2 separate regions of the Pan troglodytes genome follow, and region 1 is linked to region 2. The links are chromatin contacts, called in public Hi-C maps. All regions are on one chromosome and are shown on one strand. Each heading gives the region's core, a stretch centred on a gene start, on an enhancer-like site or on the middle of the called end of the contact. The rest is flanking DNA. Distances are from core to core; before and after follow the strand shown. Region 1 holds the start of HGFAC (HGF activator). Region 2 holds the start of MSANTD1 (Myb/SANT DNA binding domain containing 1).

Region 1 (4,421 bases), core at 1,592-4,091, 200 kb after region 2:
TGGCCAGCCTGGTAGGGTGGGATGGGGCAGCAGACACAGGGCTCGGGGCCCGTTCCACCAGGCCAAGAGGGTCCAGCCTATCTGGAACTGAACCCTAGTGCTCAGCCCCCTGGGGGTGGCCCTTGAGGATGGGCCCTGGGCCTGGGGGCGGGCCCTGAGGATGCCCCCAGGAGGAATTAGGGGGGCAGTTGGGGCGGGGGCTCTCCCGGGGGCCCAGCTCTGTTCCTGAGCTGCAGTGGGGAAGCAGGGTGGTAGGGTTTCTGAGTGGGTCGGCTCCCCCACTTGGTGGCAGGTGTTATGTGGAGGGCTCTGGGAACACTGCACCTCCCCTGGGCGTACCTGCCCCAGCCTGGAGGCCAGCTGCCTCTGGGATGTGTTTGGGGTATTTCGGGGACCCCTACCATGCTGACTGTCTGTGCAGGGGCCTTCGGGGTAGGGGGTGGGTTCCGGGGGCCCAGGGCCGGGCCAGGCAACTGACAGCTTCTCTTCTCCTTGTGACAGGAAGTGGGACCCATGGCAGCCGAGACCTCCCAGTCATCGATGTGGATCTTGTAACTGGCTCGGCGCCCGGGCGGGATGGTGGCATAGCGGGGGCACAGGCTGGCCCTGGGAGGTCACAGGCCAGTGGTGGGCCTCCTACGTCAGACCTCCCTGGCTTGGGCCCCGTCCCGGGTGAGCCTGCTAAGCCCAAGACCAGCGCACACCACGCCACCTTCGTCTGAGCTGCCCTGGCCTGGCCAACTCTCCTGTGGACATGTCGGGGTGGGGCAGCCCAGGTGGATTCTGTGGGCCTCAGAGGGGCCACCCTGGCCACCACACCCTCAGGAGCCCAGCCAGGAGGGCAGGGGGTGACCTCGCTGGAGGCACTGGCCCCGGACATTCACCATGCTGGCCATGGGGCTCCCTGGCCCTGGCCTCCTGCTGCCCAATAAAGCATTTCTGAGGACCCAAGCGTCGGCCTGGTGCTGGGTGCTGGGGACACAGACTCCTTGTTCTCGGGGACTCCGAGCACATCCCCAGGAGGTCATGCAGGAAACAGAGGGGCCTGAGGAGGAGAAGTGCCCCAGGGTAAGGTCAAGGGGGCTTTGAGGAGAGGGAAGCTTGGCTCCTGGGGCCTGAGGGCCAGGACCAGATGGCAGAGACTGGCTCTCGCCGTCACGTGGGGACCCTGCCCCAGCCTTGTTTAGCAGGGTGGTCTGAGGGCCTTTCCAGGGAGGGACCATGTAAACTGCAACTGGACGGCAGAGGAAGTCTAGAAAGAGCCCTGGGCCTGTGCCAAGGCCCTGGGGCTAAGGAGGGTCTGATTACAGAAAGGGAGCCAGGTGTGGCTGCAGGGGAGGCCGGGGCCTTGGGGGCTGGGCTGAGTCGGAAGAGGCAGGGCCATTCCCCAGGTTGCCTTGATGGAACCCCTAAAGCCGAGTACCCTCGGTACAGGGTGGTTGGTGAGCTCCTCAGAACATCCTAGAGGCCCGAGAGCACAGCCAGTCCCCTGGGGCTGTTCTAGAAGCTTCTAGGGAGTGGATGCTCCCCACTTAGTGGTGCTCTAGGAAGGGGGCTGGGGGAGGGGTCGGAATGGAAGATGAAGCCCAGTGCCAGCTGTGTGTACCACCCACCACGGTGCCCGCTGTGGCCCCAGGACCCACCACAAGCCCGCATCCATCCTGCCCCCAGGGCCCACCATGACCTCCCCCCCACCCCCAACCCCCCATTCACCGTGCCCCCAGGGCCCACCACGCCTCCATGTCCACTGTGCCCCCTGGGGCCCACGGTGTCAAGCTGGGTGGTCAGTGGGTGTCCATTATCTCTCCCTCTGCACAGACAGGCAAATGGGGGGCAGAGAGAGGGGTTTTAGGGGATACAGGGAGGCAGCTTCAGCCCTCGCTGGTCTCCAGGCCACAGTGGTTCACTCACCCCTCCTCCCACCTCGGCAGCCCTGGGATGTCGCTGCTGACTCAGGAGGAACCCGAGGTGCCGTAGCGGCTGCTCCAGTATTGCAGAAGAGGTTCCTCAGGCAGCTCTGCCCACAGCCCCAAGTCACGAATTCCGTGACTCCAGCTCCATCCCAGGCCCCAGGGTACCTGGCCCAGGGTTGTGCTGCCACAGACTTGGCCTGTACCATCCAGGCGGCGGTGGGGAGCTGGGGTTGGAAAGGCTTCTTGGAGTGGACTCCTGGGTCTGTCTGGGAGACGGGGAGGAAGGGACACTCTGAACATCACCAGGGGCTGCTGGGGGGCCCTGGCCACCCCCAGAGTCAGAACAGGCAGGTGGGGCAGGATCTCAGGTCATCCTGTGCTACACTCAGCCATTGCGTGGCCCCTCTCCTCCCTGTGCCTGGCCTTTTGGCCAGCCCTGGGGCCACCGAGAGGAGGCAGCACCGAACCCTCCAGGAGCCCCCAGTGCTGCCGTCTGTGGGACAGGGACAATCCCATCCCCACTGCTACTGTCTGTGCTGTGCTGGGCACAGAGCTGGACACCTCCAAGGCTCAGCGCCCGTAGTGGCTCTCATCATGGACAATTCACAGGCAGATGGTGGCCAGCTCTGTGGCCTGCAGGGACTGGGAGCGGCGCCAGACCATCTAAGCCCCAACCTATCTGCATTATCCTGGAAGACTTCCTGGAGGAGACTTCTAAGCTGAGGCCCAAGGACCATGTCAGGTCTAGGACTAGGACCAGTGCAGGCCGAGGCCAGAGAGACAGCTGGGCTTCCAGGTAGGGTCAAAGTGAGGTGGGCAGCAGGTGTGGGGGCCAGGGGACTCGGGGACTTCCTCTCCGGCTGGGCCCGCCTGGCGTGGGAGGCAGCCAGGGTTAATCATTTCCACGAAGCCTTGACCCCACCTGCCTTGGCCGCTCTGCTCCCGCCTCCCACTGCCCCTCAGGCCAGCTCAGGAGCCATGGGGCGCTGGGCCTGGGTCCCCAGCCCCTGCCCCCCACCGGGGCTGGGCCCCTTCCTCCTCCTCCTCCTGCTGCTGCTGCTGCTGCCACGGGGGTTCCAGCCCCAACCTGGCGGGGTGAGCACTGACCTTGTCGCAGTGCGACCAGAGGTTCCCAGTGGCTACTTGGGGTCCTTGGGAGGAGGCCAGAGGGAGGGTCGCTGCAGAGCGTGGGGATTTGAGGGGGCGGGGGTCCGGGCAGGGGGCTTACGTTGAAAGCTGGCCCTCACAGGGCAGGTGGGTGCTGGACTGGCCTTGGAGGCTGGGGCCTGGGCTCACGGAGCCCCACCTGGGGGCTGTCATCCCTGTGCGGCCTGGCCTGGGCCCCTATGGGTCTGGGGGCTGCCCCCTCTCTCTGGACCTCTGTTGGGTCTGGATGCGTGAGGTTGGGGGAACCTCCCAGGGCCTCCTAGCTGCTCCCATCACCAAAAACTGACGTCAGGGTTTAAGCTTGGTGGGTAGCAGTGCCTGGGCCTGGGCAGTGACCCTGAGCAGGTGTTAACTAGGGGCCGAGGGCGGGGAAGGTGTCAGGGCCTGGCTGAGGCCTCAGGAATGTCGTGTGTCCTCCTGGAACCTGCTCCGAGATCTGGGGGCCCCAGTATGGAAACAGGCTCAGGGCTATGACCTCCTGCCCGGCAGGACCTGAGTGTGAGGGTCTGTCCCACACTGACACCCTTTCTGCTCCTCCTAGAACCGTACGGAGTCCCCAGAACCTAATGCCACAGTGACCCCTGCGATCCCCACTATCCTGGTGACCTCTGTGACCTCTGAGACCCCAGCAACAAGTGCTCCAGAGGCAGAGGGACCCCAAAGTGGGGGACTCCCGCCCCCGCCCAGGGCAGTTCCCTCGAGCAGTAGCCCCCAGGCCCAAGGTGGGTCAGGTGGGCCTGGGAGGAGGTGTCGTGCTTCACCTTAGGGCTGGGTGGGAGGAGCATGGCTGCGGCTGGAGGTCCTGAGGAGCTCGGGTGCCCCTCGAGGGAGCCCTGACCCTGCCACCCCCTCCCCACAGCACTCACCGAGGACGGGAGGCCCTGCAGGTTCCCCTTCCGCTACGGGGGCCGCATGCTGCACGCCTGCACTTCGGAGGGCAGTGCACACAGGAAGTGGTGGGTCCGGGCAGCCGGGGCACCCGAGCTGGGGTCACCTGCCCCACGCTGCCTGCTTTTCTGGGAGCCGGGCACACAGTAGGCGCTCACCACGCAGCAGGCGGACCCAGTGAACCCAGAGACCCTCCAGGGTGGTGGGGTGGGGTGGGGGGCCTCTGCCTGGGACCCCCATGCACGCAGGTGTCGCCCCCCAGGTGTGCCACAACTCACAACTACGACCGGGACAGGGCCTGGGGCTACTGTGTGGAGGCCACCCCGCCTCCAGGGGGCCCAGGTGGGTGCTGGGTTGGGTAGCCTGGGGCGGGCAGGGGGCACTGGGCCAGGCCAGAAGGGCCAAGGGGAGGATGGGGCGGACCCGGGCAGGGGTCCTGGCTGGAGGGGAGCA
Region 2 (4,110 bases), core at 601-3,100:
AAGGTCCATGCTGAGTCGCTAGAGCTGCACCCAGAACCACTGCTGGGACCCCATGCCTTTCTGCTTACCCCTTGTGCCGGGAGATGCCAAGAGATGCTGGGAGCCAGCCCCACCTCTGCCCTTGGAGTCATGGCTACGGAAAGGGCATTCGGACCGGTCCCTGACCTCACCGGGGAGGGCCGAACCCTGTTCCTGAGGAGCCAGGGCTTCCTAGAGGAGGTGGGCCTTCTAGTCACTCCTTCATCTGCAGGCACTCCACAGAGCTCTCTGTGCCAGCCCCCAGCACGGAGGGCTGACCTTAGTAGAGTAGAGACCTTGTGGGCCCCCTCCCATGCCCCAGTGCCAGGCAGTAGGGATGATGTCTCCTGAGGCCCAGATGGAAGGGGCTGGACTAGTCTCATGGGGCTGATGGTAGGGCCAGGCCTTGACCAGGGACCCAGTGTAGGGGGTGCAGAGACCCCTCTGAGTTCCTTACACATCCCTGGGGCCCTCCCCATACACTTCCTATCCTGACTGCGGGCAAGAGGGAGCCCCAGTTCGCCTTCCCTATCCTGGGCACCCACAGTGGGGCTGGGCACCCCCGCCATGCCCCTGCCCTGTCCTTCCCCTGAGAGCCTCGGTCCCACCTCCAAGGTGCCTCAGAGGACAGCAGGGGCAGCGGGCAGAGGCCGAGATGCCTCCTCATTCCAGGCTCAGCTGCCCTTCCTGGGGCAGCCCACACCTGAGAGTCTCCTGCAGTTGGTCAGGCCTGAGGAGGGCAGGGGGGTGCCTGCTGTCCCTCTGCTGACCACAGTGGCATTTAGCCTGGGCACCGTGCCCAGCATGGTCCATGCTGCACAGGTGCCGTGGGCTCCACAGAGCCCTGCCTGACATGCATGTGTTACGTTTCAGGTGCCGATGCCCTTGGGCGGCACTTCTCCGGGCAGAACCCCCAGGCCACCGCTCCGGTTCCGCAGCATCTGGGGCTCTCGGCAGGCTGTGGTCCTCCGGCCAGCCTGGGGGCATCTCAGTCCCTCAGCCCCACAGGGGCCTGCCCCGCAGGCTGGGCCTCGAGCCCCGTCTCCGCACGCTGTGCCGAATCTGGCTGCCCATCAGCTCCCTGCGTACCCAGACTGTGCCCTGCCATGCCCGTGGCTCTTCCCAGGAGTGCCCTGTGGCCTCCCCCTGGCTTGCTGGGCTGATTCCCTCCTGTGTCTCAAACAGAGCTCACCTTTGCCATCACTGCTGTCCTCACCGGCCGGTGCCAGAGGCCCGTGTCTGTGTACCCTGTGTCTGCACCTCTGGGCAGGGCCTGGCTCTGACCAACCCGGGCTTCCAGTGTCCACAGACCTAAGGCCCAGGGCTCCTGGGGGCTGGAGCAAGAGAAGCAAAAGGAGCCAAGGGTGGGGGTTTGGGGTTCTTGTGAGGGCCCAGCCCGAGGACCCCAGGACCAGGACACCCAGGAGCCCCGGGGCCCAGCCCCAGTTCAGCCTGGCAGGGGCCTTCTGAGGGAGCTAAAGGGTCCCACAGCCCAGGACCCCCACCAGGGCCAGTGACCAGTGTTGGGGGACTCAGCCTCCCCGTCTCCCGTCCTCTCTTGTTTCTCCCACCTTTTGCCCCCTTTCTCCTTGCCTGTTCCCACCCGAGGCCCCCTCTTGGCCTGCGTGAGCCGGGGCGGCACTGAACTGGGGGCCGATCTGCCTGGGCGGCGGTGAGAGGCAGGGCCGGGAGCCGGGCCGCTGGGTTTGGGCCTGGCCCGCTCGCTGCAATATTGATGGCCCGTCAGTGCGGCCCTGATTCCCGTGCTTTCAGTTAAAAGGTTTCTGTTGTTGTAGCTTATGCAGTTGCTCTGTTGCTATGGAAACGTGACATCAAAATGACGTTTCCCGTTTAAAAGCTTTTAACTAAATTCCTGCCTGTCAGATGTAGGCCCCATTTTGAGCGTGGAGCTGCCTTCGAGCGAGCGTGAGCGGCGCCTCCCGCCCATGGTGCGTGGGGCCGGGCCGGGGCCCTCGCTGAGCGCGCTCTCTCACCCCACAGGCGCCTCCGGCATGGCGGCGGCCGAGGGGCCCGGCTACCTCGTGTCTCCCCAGGCGGAGAAGCACCGGCGGGCCCGCAACTGGACGGACGCCGAGATGCGCGGCCTCATGCTGGTCTGGGAGGAGTTCTTCGACGAGCTCAAGCAGACCAAGCGCAACGCCAAGGTGTACGAGAAGATGGCCAGCAAGCTCTTCGAGATGACCGGCGAGCGCAGGCTGGGCGAGGAGATCAAGATCAAGATCACCAACATGACCTTCCAGTACAGGTGGGCGAGCGCGCAGTGTGGGCCCCACCAGGACGGGCGGGCCCGGGCGTGGCGGGCCGCTCCTGACTTTCTTGGAGCTCTGAGTCGGGACGATGTGTGCGTCCTGCCTGTCGGTCTCCTCTGGCCGGGTATGGGCAGAACCCCACGGGGCGAGACGGGGCCCACGGAAACCGTGTGTGCAGCCTTCCATTGGGGAAGTGGGGAAACTGAGGCCCAGCAAGGGCAGGAAACCAGTCTAAGAGCTGAGGGGTAGCAGGGGTGGGGCTGGTGCTGGGCAGAGGCCAGGATGGCTCCCAGGACGTATGGGCGGTCTGGGCACTGTCCCTCGGAGGCAGCAACACTCATGGTGGTGCCCACTGACCTCACACCCTCCTTCCCCATAGGGAGGCGGCGGCTGCCAGTGCCCTCCCCACCACCAAGCTCCCAAGCTCAGCAGGGGTTTCAGGGGCCTACTGTGTCATTGGGGAAATTGAGACTGCAAGTGAGAAGGAGGCTCAGTGCTCTGCGACTTGGAGCATCCACTGAGCCTCTGCCATGAGCCCGTGAGCCCCACTGGGGCTGGCCCTAGGGTCACGGTGGGGTATTTCCAGAAATCACCAGGTGAGGTGCAGGACCGGCCAGCGCATGGGTGGCGCTTACTGTGCGAAGAAGAAAGAGGTGGGGGCCTGCCCTGGCCCAGGACTCCCAGTGTGGGGGCTCCCGGCCTGGCCCCACCTCTGCTCCTGCCACATGGCAGGTGGGCCCTTCCTGCCCCGGCAACCTGCAGGGAAGGCCGGAGGGGACCACCCGGCCAGGGAGGTGTTGGCGTCTAGGAGGGGACAGGTGTGGTCCCACACACCCAGCATCTTAAAGTGCGTGGGTCCCCAGCCCATTAGGACAGGGTCCCGGGTGGGCAGGGGTCATGGTGGGGTGAAGGTCTCAGGCACAGGCAAGGTCACAGGTGCGGTGAGGGTCTTGCAGGGTGTGAAGGTCATAGGTATGCGGTGAAGGTCACAGGTGTGGGGTGATGGTTTTGGGTGTGGGGAGGGTCTTGCACGGAGCGAGCGTGGCAGCAAGAGCTGGAAGCTGCAGGGGGAGAATGGCAGCAGAGAGCACCCGGCCCTGTGGGCGGCCTGGACAGGGCTGGGCCTGGGGCTGCCGGAGAGCCTGTCAGCTTCCAGGATGGGAGTGGCCTCACTCAGCTGCTCCACCTCCGGGTCAGGCAGGTGAGCCTGGGGCAGAGAGGCTGAGAGCACCTGAGCCACTTGTGGGAGAGGCTACCCCCACTGCCCCCCGCAGGCGAGGAGCCGGCCTCCAGCACAGCAGAAGGGGACCCCCAGTCCCCGGCCCTAGTGGGAGCGGGGAAGAGGCCCAGCAAGGCCCCGGACAGACCGCCAGTCTGTGGGGTCTCCGCTTTCAGTTGCGTTGATTTGATTTTTTCTGAGCCTTGAAGGAGGGGTCCGGGGCCTGGCCCTGCCCAAAGGCCCCTAGGCAGGCCCCAAAGCCGGGACCTAGGGTGCTGAGCATGACGGATGTTGGGTTTGAGCGGCTGGCTTGCGATGTGAGGGCTGAGGTGTGAGCCTGGGTATCTTCAGAGGCTCGGTGGACACAGGCAGCTGCCCGCGGCCCCACTGTTCCCGTGGCCTCCTAGTCCTGCTCAGGCACCTGGTGAGGAAGGGACGCAGAGGGCAGTGGGAGGTGGCCACGACTGTTCCAGCAGGCTCCCCTCTGACTCAGGAATTCATGAGCACCACCTCCCTGGCTGGCTCTGGTTGGTGTCTGGCCAGGTTATTCATTATTTATGCTGAAAGCCTCTTCAGAGTCCCAGGGGAGGGTTTCTGTCTCCA

Evidence for each region. Hi-C and Micro-C count contacts between places; a contact is called where the count stands out from the background.
Region 1: a Hi-C map of stem cell-derived neural progenitor cells shows a contact between it and region 2, with 2.6 times the contacts expected there. The contact joins the promoter of HGFAC here to the promoter of MSANTD1 in region 2. A contact is called at or near these places in 2 of 7 Hi-C or Micro-C datasets (induced pluripotent stem cells and stem cell-derived neural progenitor cells).

The regions. Positions count from the first base shown.
Region 1 is chr3:3,835,163-3,839,583 of NHGRI_mPanTro3-v2.0_pri, forward strand. It overlaps HGFAC (HGF activator), which reads left to right and starts at 2,842. Exons shown (of 14, transcript XM_001174601.7): 1 at 2,842-3,008; 2 at 3,622-3,802; 3 at 3,940-4,036; 4 at 4,231-4,310. The coding sequence starts at 2,892. RGS12 (regulator of G protein signaling 12) reads left to right here. Exons shown (of 18, transcript XM_063808595.1): 18 at 502-946. The coding sequence ends at 722.
Region 2 is chr3:3,640,025-3,644,134 of NHGRI_mPanTro3-v2.0_pri, forward strand. MSANTD1 (Myb/SANT DNA binding domain containing 1) reads left to right here and starts at 1,851. Exons shown (of 4, transcript XM_009447265.5): 1 at 1,851-2,284. The coding sequence starts at 1,965. It overlaps LOC129143677 (a long non-coding RNA gene), which reads right to left and starts at 1,993. Exons shown (of 3, transcript XR_008547411.1): 1 at 1,590-1,993; 2 at 1,211-1,352.